Regions from separate parts of the Gossypium hirsutum genome. Here region 2 is linked to region 1. The links are chromatin contacts, called in public Hi-C maps. All regions are on one chromosome and are shown on one strand. Each heading gives the region's core, a stretch centred on a gene start, on an enhancer-like site or on the middle of the called end of the contact. The rest is flanking DNA. Distances are from core to core; before and after follow the strand shown. Region 1 holds the start of LOC121214512. Region 2 holds the start of LOC107910441 (PH, RCC1 and FYVE domains-containing protein 1).

The links. A called contact is a pair of places that touch in the nucleus more often than the background predicts.
Region 2: a contact with region 1 is called in a Hi-C map of hypocotyl, with 2.4 times the contacts expected there. The contact joins the promoter of LOC107910441 here to the promoter of LOC121214512 in region 1. A contact is called at or near these places in 2 of 34 Hi-C or Micro-C datasets (hypocotyl and leaf).

Annotation. Positions count from the first base shown.
Region 1 is chrD02:10,373,562-10,379,459 of Gossypium_hirsutum_v2.1, forward strand. LOC121214512 reads right to left here and starts at 2,635. Exons shown (of 2, transcript XM_041088282.1): 1 at 1,816-2,635; 2 at 1,011-1,768. The coding sequence starts at 2,094. The coding sequence ends at 1,613. It overlaps LOC107910450 (serine/threonine-protein kinase STY46), which reads left to right. Exons shown (of 16, transcript XM_016838284.2): 14 at 56-106; 15 at 588-728; 16 at 811-1,064. The coding sequence ends at 840.
Region 2 is chrD02:10,654,308-10,660,618 of Gossypium_hirsutum_v2.1, forward strand. It overlaps LOC107910441 (PH, RCC1 and FYVE domains-containing protein 1), which reads left to right and starts at 1,560. Exons shown (of 9, transcript XM_016838278.2): 1 at 1,560-2,204; 2 at 2,945-3,031; 3 at 3,490-3,579; 4 at 4,076-4,162; 5 at 4,270-4,389; 6 at 4,787-6,311. The coding sequence starts at 2,157.

The DNA.
Region 1 (5,898 bases), core at 1,385-3,884:
ATTTGATGTCAAAACGTTTGGAAACTATTGATAAATTTTTTCCTTGGTACTGCAGGTTCCTTACGATACCATGACACCACTACAAGCTGCACTGGGAGTGAGACAGGTCAGCATTTATATTTCGGGAATTAAACAATAACCTCACCCGTACCATAATTTCATATCAAGCTTAAGAATTTTTTCAGTATCTGAGATCTTTTATTGACTTTAGTTTCCTTTTTTGCTCGTATTATTACTACATCATGCATTGGATTGAAGCTATTGTCTTTGTAATGTTTTATGGATTTTTTTTGTCCAATTTTGAGCATGATGTTAAGGTGGCTTCCCTTTCATTTAGTAAGGAATATGTGCAGTTTGAATGTCCATCAGATACTTTATAGCTTTCGCAATATGTTCTTGAGTTCCATTTTTCTAGCATGCTATCTGCCCTGAAATGTACTTATCTTCTGAGTCTCCTACTCCCTTTGGGCGCTTTGAAGCCTGCTTAATACACACCCAAAGGGAGCTTCAATCTGTTATGTTAATAAATCTGGGGCTGTTAACATGGGGGCAAAAGCTTTTCTTATGTCTTTTTTGTTCTCTTTCAGGGCCTGCGTCCGGAACTACCTGAGAATGCACATCCAAAACTCTTAGATTTGATGCAGAGATGTTGGGAAGCAGCTCCTGACAAGCGACCGTCCTTCTCGGAGATAACAACTGAGCTTGAGACACTTTTTGAGGAAGTTAAGGTATACAATCTTCACAATTAAGTTAACTTTTACTTTCTTTGAAGAGTGATTTCTTTGCATGTAATAAAGTGTAAAATTACAGGAAACAACAGAAGCAGTAAATGGGAACTGAAGATTTTTGTTATGTAAGTAAGCTGATTGACACATTTTAATATATCTTTTCATCACATAGTAAGTATAACTACACACGGAAGGGACACCCTAAACAAAATGCTGATTCGCAATTCTTTTTTGGTTGTCTGTTTTGTTTTTGTAATAACACTCTCTTACTTGAACATGGTGTAGAAAGAAAAAAAATATGCTTAAATGCAAATATGATACGAAATTTCCTCGCTAGGTGATAGTTTTCTTCTGGCTATTATATCACCGTTCTTAAAGTACTTTCATTTATTTGTTGTTATTTTGCATTAAAAGAAAAACTTGATTCTTTAATGGATAAATTTTTTCTCCACTATTTTTTCCCCAGTAGTTTACTTTTTTTTTTCTCGTAGTTAGGACATTGTATTTAAGTTCTATTCTTTGAGTAGTTACATAATTAATTGTAATATAAGTCACATTACACTTCCAAGGAAAGAACACTGATACAAATTTTGGAACCGATATTCTTGGCAGGATTAGCTATGAACCTGAAATAATTAGGGAAGAGAAACTCATGTTGCCATTTGAACTTGCCATCCATGAATCATTTGATTTATGGCAATGGTTAACCAAGGCATCCTTGATTTCCAAGACAGATCAAAACTATAGCAGTGGATAGTTAATTCCACAAATCTAAAATAAATACCCAAAATTAATTTAAACATAAAAATTTCATCTCTTTAATTTGTACAATAATAACGACACTATCTATCTTGAGCATAATTTCTCAATGATCCTTTCCCGCCTCAAGAAACACACCATTGATCAGAATTAGGCACCCCATTCCCACACTTAGAATCGTCCTCGCACTCTGAATCGTCCTCGCACTCTATCAATGCCTCCGTTTGAGCTTCCTGTGCCATGGTTTCCGCCAACTTGTCTGGACTTATCACCAACTTCACCTTTCACACTCTGGGTGTTGCTGACTCATCCGTGTCGGTTCTCTTCAACATTCGATATGGAGACGAAGAAGTAGATACGAGATCGTTGTTGTTGAGGGGTAGGTAGTTAGTAGAGCTAGCCTACGCGGAGCTTTTTGTTTTGAAGTAGTGGCTGCCTTTTGTTGTGAGGTAGTTAGTAGGGTGTGGTAAATGGCCATGTCTGGGAACTTTTTGGTTATGCACATGGCGGTGATGGGTGGTGGTAGCTCCATGATTCCGCCATTGGGTGTTGCCACTTTTATTGTTTCTACAGCTTCACTGAATGGTTTGAAAACGAAATTGCCCATATTAGGTCACTGCTTGCCCTCTTTTGGTGTCCTTGTGAGCATACTAGGGTTCATTAGCAATTTTATCAATTGCTAGCACATAGTTGACTTCAATCATTCCTTCCACTACCTTTTCACGAACAAAGCTACAATGCTTCATTAGAGCATGCTAGACAAGATTTGCAGCGTGGGTCACAGCATTGGTGGTAGCACACCATATGTAGGTACATGTGGCAAGTTGATACCCATCTTACATAGCTGTAACATGATCCTCATCATCACACAGTGTTTGCCTAGCGTCAATATTCAGCTTTTGCTGAAGACTGAGATACAACCACTTGCTTCTTGGAGCTTCAGCCAATGGTTAGGAACAGTCAATATTCAGCATAAACTGTTTCAATTGCCTCAATATGAGTAGCCTACCAAAACTTAAATTTTTGCATGGCTAGAACAGTAGCCCTTGATATAGCGTTCCTTTGAGATATTTAAGGATACAGTTGGTAACTTTGCTATGTTATACTTCGTAAATCGACTTTGTTAATATTTACGAAAATAATGAAAAATGTAGGCGGGACAAACGAATAAAGTAATTGCTTATATATTATTCCACTCGAAGGATACACGTTAGAAAAGCTAGAAAATAGAAAGAAAATATCTAAACCATACAATTACTTCTACAATTCAATCTATAAATTTTAAAGATTTTTACGTATAAGCTATATTTCATTATCTCCCTCAAGTTAGAGTGTAAATGTTATAAATATAATACACTTGAACTCCATAAAGAGTTTTTATGAAAAGATCTCATGGTTGATTTCCAAATTTCACACATATTGTGGAGGAATTTTTTGTTGAATCTTTTCACGATGGATGAAATGACCATATATCTCAAAAATTGTAAAATTCAATATTAGAGATAATATAAAGAGCAACTTAATTATCAAGGCATATTTTTGTTGGTAATAATTTTTAAAACCAACTTCATTCTATAGTTGTATACCCATATTATTTCACTCACAAATTGTGCCATGACTTTATATTTCGATTTTGCACTAGATTAGTACGTTACATTTTGTTTCTTGTTTTTCCACGAAATTAAATTCCTTCTAATAAAAATGTATTATCTCATAGTGGATATTTTGTTGACTTTGGATCTTGTCCAATTTGCATAAGAACAAAACATTCAATATTGGTGTGTCGATGATTCCTATACAATAGCCCCCGTCTATGACCTCCCATCAAATAACATACAATTTGTTCCAAGATTTCCCAATGATTAACAATTGGAGATGAAATGAACTAGCTTAGAACACCCACAGGGTGAGCAATATATGTGAGTTGTAGATGAGGCATTATTGGTGTGCTTTCGTTATTTTTACCGATAGAGAACATATTTTCTCTAAGACAGACATCACCTTTCTTACTTCATGTGACCTCAACCCCAAAGAGATACTTCAAGTACTCCAAATCTTTAGTTTGAAACTGAATATGAAGAAGAAAACTTCAAAGATGAAATGCCTGGAATATTGCTTCCAGTAATGACAATATCACCAACATACACGATTAAAAGGATTATACTAACCTCAGATTACTTATAGAACATCGAATGATAACAATTACTTTTCTTCAATCCAATTATTGGATTACCTCACTAAATTTACCAAACTAAGCTCGAGGGCTTTGTTTCAAACCATACAAAGATTTGCAAAGACAACATACTTTCCCGTTCTCCCTTTGAACAACAAATTCATTGTGGTTGCTCCATATAGACTTCTTCATGAAGACCATCGTGTATCTTGATGTCTAGTTGATGTACGGGCCAATCGTGGCAGCTATCATCCAAATTTTTCGATATAGAAAGAGGCACTATTTTAGGACACACTAGTGAAATTCTAAGAAAAAAATTGAAAAAGAAGATTGATAAAGAGAAATTTTAAAGGATTTATAATGATTTATGGTCGAAAATCAATGAAGTAAATTTTGTATGTGAAAAGGTGGAAAAATGACTAAATTGAAAAACTAAAAAAGTATGAGGATTAAAGTGTAAAGTGACCAATTAGGGAAATTATAGATTGATAATGATTTATTGATATTAATATGTCATGGGAAATGTATTTGTATCAAGAAAAACAAGTTTGAACTAAATTGAATAAAATAAAAAGTACAAGGACCAAATTCAAACTATTCCATTTTGGTCTAAAAAGGATAAAAATGTAATTTTTGTATGGTTGAATATTATTATGGACCTTTATGATGATATGTGAAGTTTTAATGTGTTAGTGTCACATTTGGTATTAATAAAGTGAAGTGAGACGAGAAAGGGACTAAAAGTATAAATTCTCCATTAAAAGATATTTTGGGACTTTTCAATAATATATTAATGATGGTTTTAGAATTTATCTTTGTATTGATATTAGAAATTTTAAAGCATGGAAAATTGTGGGTCATCCATTTACATTTTGTGTTGATTTTGACTATCAAAGGAATAAAAGAAAGGAAAAAAAGATGAAAACTTTCATATTTTCCTCCCTTTGTGTTGTCCCCCTTCGTGGAAGAAGAGAAAATTTTCTATTCTCATTTCTTCCTTCTCTCTCTTAAATCCAACAAAAAAAAAACCCATTTGTAAACCTAATTCCACCATCATCTTCATCATTGGAAGCAAGAGTTTTCATGAGCTAGAGAAAGCTTGAGTTAGGGTAAGAAAGTGAAGAATAAGGTAAGAAAGTGCATTTTTGCTATCTTTAATATGAACATTTAAGGTTGCTTGGTATGATTTCTTCATGAATATGCTTTTTGGGTATTATGTGTGATATGTATTGTGAATGAAAGAAATTGATATATGGGTAGTGAAACTTTAGGCTAGTGAGAATAACGAAAATTGGTGATTTTGTTGTTTCAAAGGAAGGTAAGTACTCAAGGAACCATCTTTACTTTATTTGAAGTAAAATTAATAATCCTTAGAGTTTAAATGGTTAAATGTTAAGATGAGATTACTCATTAATGTTCATAAGTGAAGAAAATAGTTTAATCAAAATGAAAATAGTGACGAGTATAATTATGCCCTAGTCTTAGACTAGAATGTGAATATTGAGAACTAATGCACTTTGATAAGTATTAAGTCAATAATTGACTTGAAATATGATAAATGACAATTTTAATGATGATGATGATGATTAATTTGTGTAGAAAAAGGCCAGTTAAGACATTAAATAGGTCATCAAGTGAATTGTTGTATAATATGAAAAAGGAGTATTAATGCCTTAACTAATGTGTCTAGGGGTGAGTGTTCGATCGAATGGAACTGAGTCAAATGAAAAAAGTTCAAGTGAATTGAGTTGAAGAGTATTATTTTATCATCCTAACTTAATTTAAAATTTTTTCGAATCGAGTCGAGTGGAATAGAATTCGATTCGATTCGAATCGAATTGAATATATTTGTTCAAGTTAAATTTAAAAAATAACTCTAGTGTTATTTATTTTTATGCAATCTTTCTTAAAAATATTTTTCTTTAAAGTTTTTAAACATGATCATACAAAGAAAAATTGAAGTAAACAAGTGAACAAATAAAAACAGTCCAAGTAAACAACAATAACAACAATAACAACACAACAAGATTATAATAGAAAATATAAGCAAAAGTCCAAAATACAAAAGAAAACTACATTAGTCCAAACAACAAAACAAAAAATAAAAACAACACAACAAAAGTCTAATAAACCAGCAACAATAACCCAATAAACTAGTAACAAAAACACATCAGTTCAAAAACCGTTATAGAATAGCGTAAGCTTCTTCTTTTCCTTTAAACACCGTAAGTAAAATTG
Region 2 (6,311 bases), core at 310-2,809, 280 kb after region 1:
TGTTTTTTAATATTTAAAAATAAAAAAACTATTAAAATATTAAAAATATATGTAAATCAAAATATTAAAATGAAAAGATTCATTTAGTGATGTAATATTAGTTACATATTATTTAAATATAATAAATTAGTGATAAAATTAATTAATTTGTGTCAAAATCTAAAAAGGCTGCAAGATTGCAAGTTGCAAGTTGCAATTGTACTTTATTTGTTTTAAAAGTGTTAAAGTCTCTAAACTAAAGCCACAAATCAAATTTCCCTTTTTACTTCTGCCAAACAAAATAAAAAATTAAATTAATTAAAAGGGGAAAATATGAAAATTAGCAGCTCTATGTACTATGATATAAAAAAAGAATAATTTATTTATACTTAAAAACAAATAACCAAAATTTTTAAAGAAGTATTGTGAAAATAGATTCCTTTAATTGATTCCTAAAAATTATATTTTTGCATCTTTTATTGAATAAAAAGTAAAATTATTAATATTAATCTTATTTCAAGACTTAGTTTGAATAATGATTACAATTTTATTAAGTTGATTAACATTTATATGATTTAGTTTCTTTTTTAATTTTGAGTTATAACTAATAATTATATGATAATATAATTGATTTAAGTTTAAGATTCGAGTATCCAAGTTCGAGTCCTATAATATGGAATGCCATGTGTGGATCCTCTCCTAATTATTTTGGGGTTAAGTGTCACCTTATGTGGGATATGTTCATATTTATTTTGAGTTAGGTTTGAATATATTTCAATTTTCAATTTGTTGTGTTTACCTGGTTATAATTCTAGTTGATGGAATATGTATTGCTTGTGATTTGTTTTGTGCTTGTACTTACAATTCTATGCCATATTTACGATTTTGACTGAGTTGGTGTCACTCATTAATCAAGCCACAACTGAGGCATAAAGTTACTAAAAGCCTAGATATTAGTTTTAGAGCAATTTACCTTTTTGCATAACATCTAGAAAAATATTTGCACATGATGAGAATCAAACTCAAAATATTATGATGCTTATGTTTAACATCTCAATTTTATTATATCAAGTTCAATAAAAATTTTATGTATATCATGAGTGTGCTATATAATTTAGTACTTATAGTTATAAGCTCTTTAAAAAAAATTAACTTGTTTGTCATTTATCTATACTATTTATCATCATGTGTGTCGCCAACATGTCCCAACTTAATTGTGAACTTATTAAAAAAATCATTTATTTTAAAAAGCAAGGTATTATTGTCTTTTTATATATCTATTTAGAAAAATAAGAAAAATATATGATGAGATGTGGTTATTTTTGTAAACAGAACTTTGTTATTTCAATAAATTTCACATTTAATTTGTATTGTTTAAACTAATTGCTTATTTTTCCACCAAGTTTAGGTGATACTTGTTTTAGGTCTCATTTAAATTTTAAATATTTTACTGTTGATCTGAGAGCTAAATAAATTAATAATAACGGAGATGATTTTATTTTATAAACATTTATTATTTCAGCGTAATATTAATGTAATCAATAATTAATTAAAAAATAAATAAATAAAAACAGAACAAGGAAATGAGAAGAAAAGAAAAGAAAAGAAGTGCATTGGAAATGTCTTAAATTCTTTTCAACCTCTCTCGGCTCAGGCGATTTGCTGCTTACCTTTCCCATCTTTGACTCTTCCCTTTAAATTTTTTATTTATTTTTAATTTATTTTTTAAAAAGCAAACCAAAACAACACAAAGCCCCAGGCTTTCCCTGCCGGTTTTCTCTTTCTTTGCCCCCGCCGGTAACTTATTCTCTGTCGGAACTTTCCGCTGTTCGCCGCGGCAGGGACATTTCTTTTTTGACCCTCTGAGTGGTTGTGCCGTCAGTCAAAGTTAAGGAGCGGACTTAGTCGTTGGTGGTTATTGGAGACGGCGGATGGTAGGATTTTGGTGTTGAAGGAGCTGAGATCACGTTAGATCTGCTAAAGGAATTGTTTTTGGTTTTGGTTAGCTGTTTGGGAATGGAGAGTTAAAACGTGTTTGTTTTTTGGATGGTAAGCGTCGGAGGGAAAGAGGAGAGAAGTGAAGAGAAAGGAAGAGAGGTGGTAGTTGCTGATGATGAACGGAGCTCACGAGAGCGATCGTAGAGGGCGGTGGCGTTTTGGTAATTTCCTCACATGGAATGGCAGATCTTGTTAGCTACGGTAATGCACAACGTGACATCGACCAGGTCTTCCCTTTTCCCTTTCTACTTTTCTTCATTACTCTCTGTTCCCCCCCCCCCTTGTTTTATACTTTAAATTTAAGATTTTGTTTATACTTATATTTATTCCTCAATTTCACTTTCAAATTTCCCCTCGATTTTTCTGATCACGGGAAGAAACGAGGGGTAATTTCTAATTTGGTGGAAATTTTTGGATTTTTCTGCTATTTTTATGGAATCTCTTTGTGTAGTATTTTGTTTCTTATTTCTAGATTTTAGTAGGCTTTACAAAGCTAGGAAGAATGTCTTCTTTTGTAGCTAATTTAGGAAAATCTGAAGAATTGTGTTTGAGAATATTGAACTTTATGTTTTTTCCTGGTTATTAGAAACTTGAGGGCAAAAATGGTTGACGACTTTGGTTAATAAAATTGGAAGTTTCATGCTTTATTAGGCAGCGAAATTAAAGACTGGCTTGAAGACATGCAGTCCCATGGGTTTTCCAAATCTGACAGCTATGCCGATGTGCTTGCCATTATGCATTGTGCAAACAATACATTGATTATATATTAACCCTAGCTAACATAGGGTGATGTTTATGAACATTAGACATATAAATGTGTATTAGTCAGGAACCCAATAAGGGGTGCTTGATTGTACAGTGTGATGTTTCACAGTTATCAGTTTATGGTTTAAGTGACATGTTAGGTTTCTTGATCATTAAATTACTTTCTTGATGTTTTTATCCTTCTGCAAATTTTCTTTTGTAGGCATTAATAGCTTTGAAGAAGGGTGCTCAGCTTCTGAAATATGGTCGCAAGGGAAAGCCTAAGTTTTGTCCATTTAGACTTTCTAATGTAAGTTTGGTTCCTACTTTTGAAACCTTTCTGTTGCATTCCTTTCATGTGTGAATGTTACTCTTTTGTTCTTTGTTAGACATTGTTAAGTTGAAATGTACACAAATACTAAGGGGGGACTTAATTGAAAACCCTGAGTTAAAGTTCATTTGCTCTCATCATGTGGAAGTAGTAATTATATTGACTATGAGAATTACTAAAGTTACACATGATTTTACTGTCTGCCTTACATGCTTTATCTTGGTAGGTACTAGACTTTTATATTTTATAGGCGTGCCACTCAGAAAATGGAATCAAGTATGCAGTGAATGGCTTTTACATTTTGCTATTATAGGACTCTGTTTTGTTTAAACAAGTAAAGCCGTTTTACATTTTGCTTGGCTTTTCATAAATTTTTTTGTTTATCTAACAAACAAATTTCTGCACTTATGAACTGTTTTCTTCCTTTTAAATTGCAGGATGAAACATCTTTAATTTGGATTTCAAGCAGTGGTGAAAGAAGTTTGAAGTTAGCCTCAGTCTCTAAAATTATTCCTGGACAAAGAACTGTGAGATGTTTTTTGTTCTTTTCTACATATGCATTTAGAGTATCATCAGAAACTTGCATACCCACTGTTAAGGTTGTTTATGATAAGTAGGGTAATGTACTAAAGAGAATTGAGTTGTTTTTCTAGAAACATGTACTTGTATTATGTTGGTGGAAGAAAAAATATCTGAAAATGTTCTAGAAAAAGAAGGAAAAAAACATAGGTAGTTTATTAAGAAGTGGATGGTTTTTTAAAATTTTGGTGTAGCTTTTTAAATATAAAGTGTGTAAGTGACCTTAACATTATTGTTTTCAATATGTTTTTAAGTAATTTTCTTGATTGTATTAGTGTTTGGTTAAATTGGGACACTAACTTAGTCAGGGACTTGAATATTAGTATGGATATATAAACTCTACTCTTTGCTCTTTATTTATGTTACAGGATCTATTTTCTTTCTTCCATGCTTGCTTTCTTCTTCTGAATTTATACTAAACTATCCTCTTGAATTCTCTATCAGGCTGTTTTCCAGCGGTATCTCCGGCCTGAGAAGGACTATTTATCTTTTTCTCTTATATACAACAACGGGAAAAGGTCACTTGATCTGGTTTGTAATGGAACTTTGATATTCTGTTTGTAGATAGATGATCAAGCATTGTTGATATTTTTATCCCCTTGTGTATGTTTTTAATTTAAAGTTTGTTTGGCTCCTAGATTTGCAAGGACAAAGTTGAGGCAGAGGTGTGGATTGCAGGCCTCAAAGCATTAATATCATCTGGTCAGGGTGGACGCTCCAAAATTGATGGGTGGAGTGATGGAGGCCTCTACCTTGATGTAATTCCTTCTCCATTTGACTCCTTTCCACTAGTCTGTTGTGGCTTTTCTGTTTCATAAAGTGCTTTATATAATGATTCCTTTGTACATGTTTGGAATTTGACAAAGTTTTGCCCTTGAATTATCCATTTGTTATGAATCAAGACCAAAACTCCCTTCTCAGCTCCTGTTGAGCAAGAATAGAGTTCATATGCAGACACCATTACTTTGGTGGTTTGAAAAATTTTGGTGGTGTAGTTAACTTTGTTTGTATTTAAGGTTTCATTGCTTTATTCCTTTAGTTATGAAAATTCTTTTATTTATAGTCATAAAAATTTATGCTTGATGGTATTCTTTTAATTGTAGCTGCATTTTTAAATTGTGTTTACCATAAATGTTTATCGCTGATTGGTTTCAGGATGGCAGAGATCTGACATCAAATAGTGCAAGTGACAGTTCTGTTAGTGCTACTCGAGATATTAGCTCCCCTGAGGTTTTTGTCAGTTTTAACCCAAACACTTCTCCTAAGAGTTTACGGCCTGAGAATTCTTTTCATTCTGAAAGATCACATGTAGCATCAGAAGGCACAAATATGGATGTAAAAGGATCTGGTTCATATGCTTTTCGTGTAAGTGTTTCTAGTGCCCCAAGTACTTCTAGTCATGGTTCTGCACCAGATGATTATGATGCTTTAGGGGATGTGTATATATGGGGTGAGGTTATCTGTGACAATGCTGTGAAGGTTGTAGCTGATAAGAATGCGAATTATTTGAGCATGAGAGCAGATGTACTTCTTCCCAGGCCTTTAGAGTATAATGTAGTTTTAGATGTACATCATGTTGCCTGTGGGGTCAAGCATGCTGCCCTAGTTACAAGGCAAGGTGAAGTTTTTACATGGGGTGAGGAATCTGGAGGACGACTTGGCCATGGTGTTGGGAAGGATGTTATTCAACCTCGTCTTGTTGAATCATTGGCTGTTACTAGTGTTGATTTTGTTGCCTGTGGTGAATTTCATACATGTGCTGTTACGATGGCTGGGGAACTTTACACATGGGGAGATGGAACTCACAATGCTGGGCTCCTTGGTCATGGCACTGATGTCAGCCATTGGATACCAAAGAGAATTTCAGGTCCTCTTGAGGGACTTCAAGTTGCTTCAGTAACTTGTGGTCCATGGCATACAGCTTTGATAACATCAACAGGACAGCTGTTTACCTTTGGGGATGGTACATTCGGTGTACTGGGCCATGGTGACAGAGAAAGTGTTCCATATCCGAAGGAAGTAGAGTCTCTGTCAGGATTGAGAACGATTGCTGTGGCATGTGGAGTGTGGCATACTGCTGCCATTGTGGAAGTTATTGTCTCTCAGTCCAGTGCTAGTGTTTCATCAGGAAAATTATTCACATGGGGGGATGGGGACAAAAACCGTCTTGGACATGGAGACAAGGAACCCCGGCTTAAGCCCACATGCGTTCCAGCACTAATTGATTACAATTTTCACAAAGTTGCTTGCGGGCATAGCTTAACAGTTGGTTTAACAACATCAGGGCATGTTTTTACGATGGGGAGTACTGTGTATGGTCAACTTGGGAATCCCTGTGCTGATGGAAAAATACCTTCTTTGGTAGAAGACAAGCTATCAGGGGAATGTGTCGAAGAAATTGCCTGTGGTGCATATCATGTAGCGGTTTTAACATCCAGGAATGAAGTCTATACATGGGGAAAAGGAGCTAATGGTAGGTTGGGCCATGGAGATGTTGAAGATCGGAAAACTCCAACTTTGGTTGAAGGTTTGAAGGATAGACATGTGAAATTTATTGCTTGTGGTTCAAACTATAGTGCTGCAATATGTCTTCATAAATGGGTATCTGGTGCTGAGCAATCTCAATGCTCAGCTTGCAGACAGGCTTTTGGGTTCACAAGAAAAAGGCATAATTGCTATA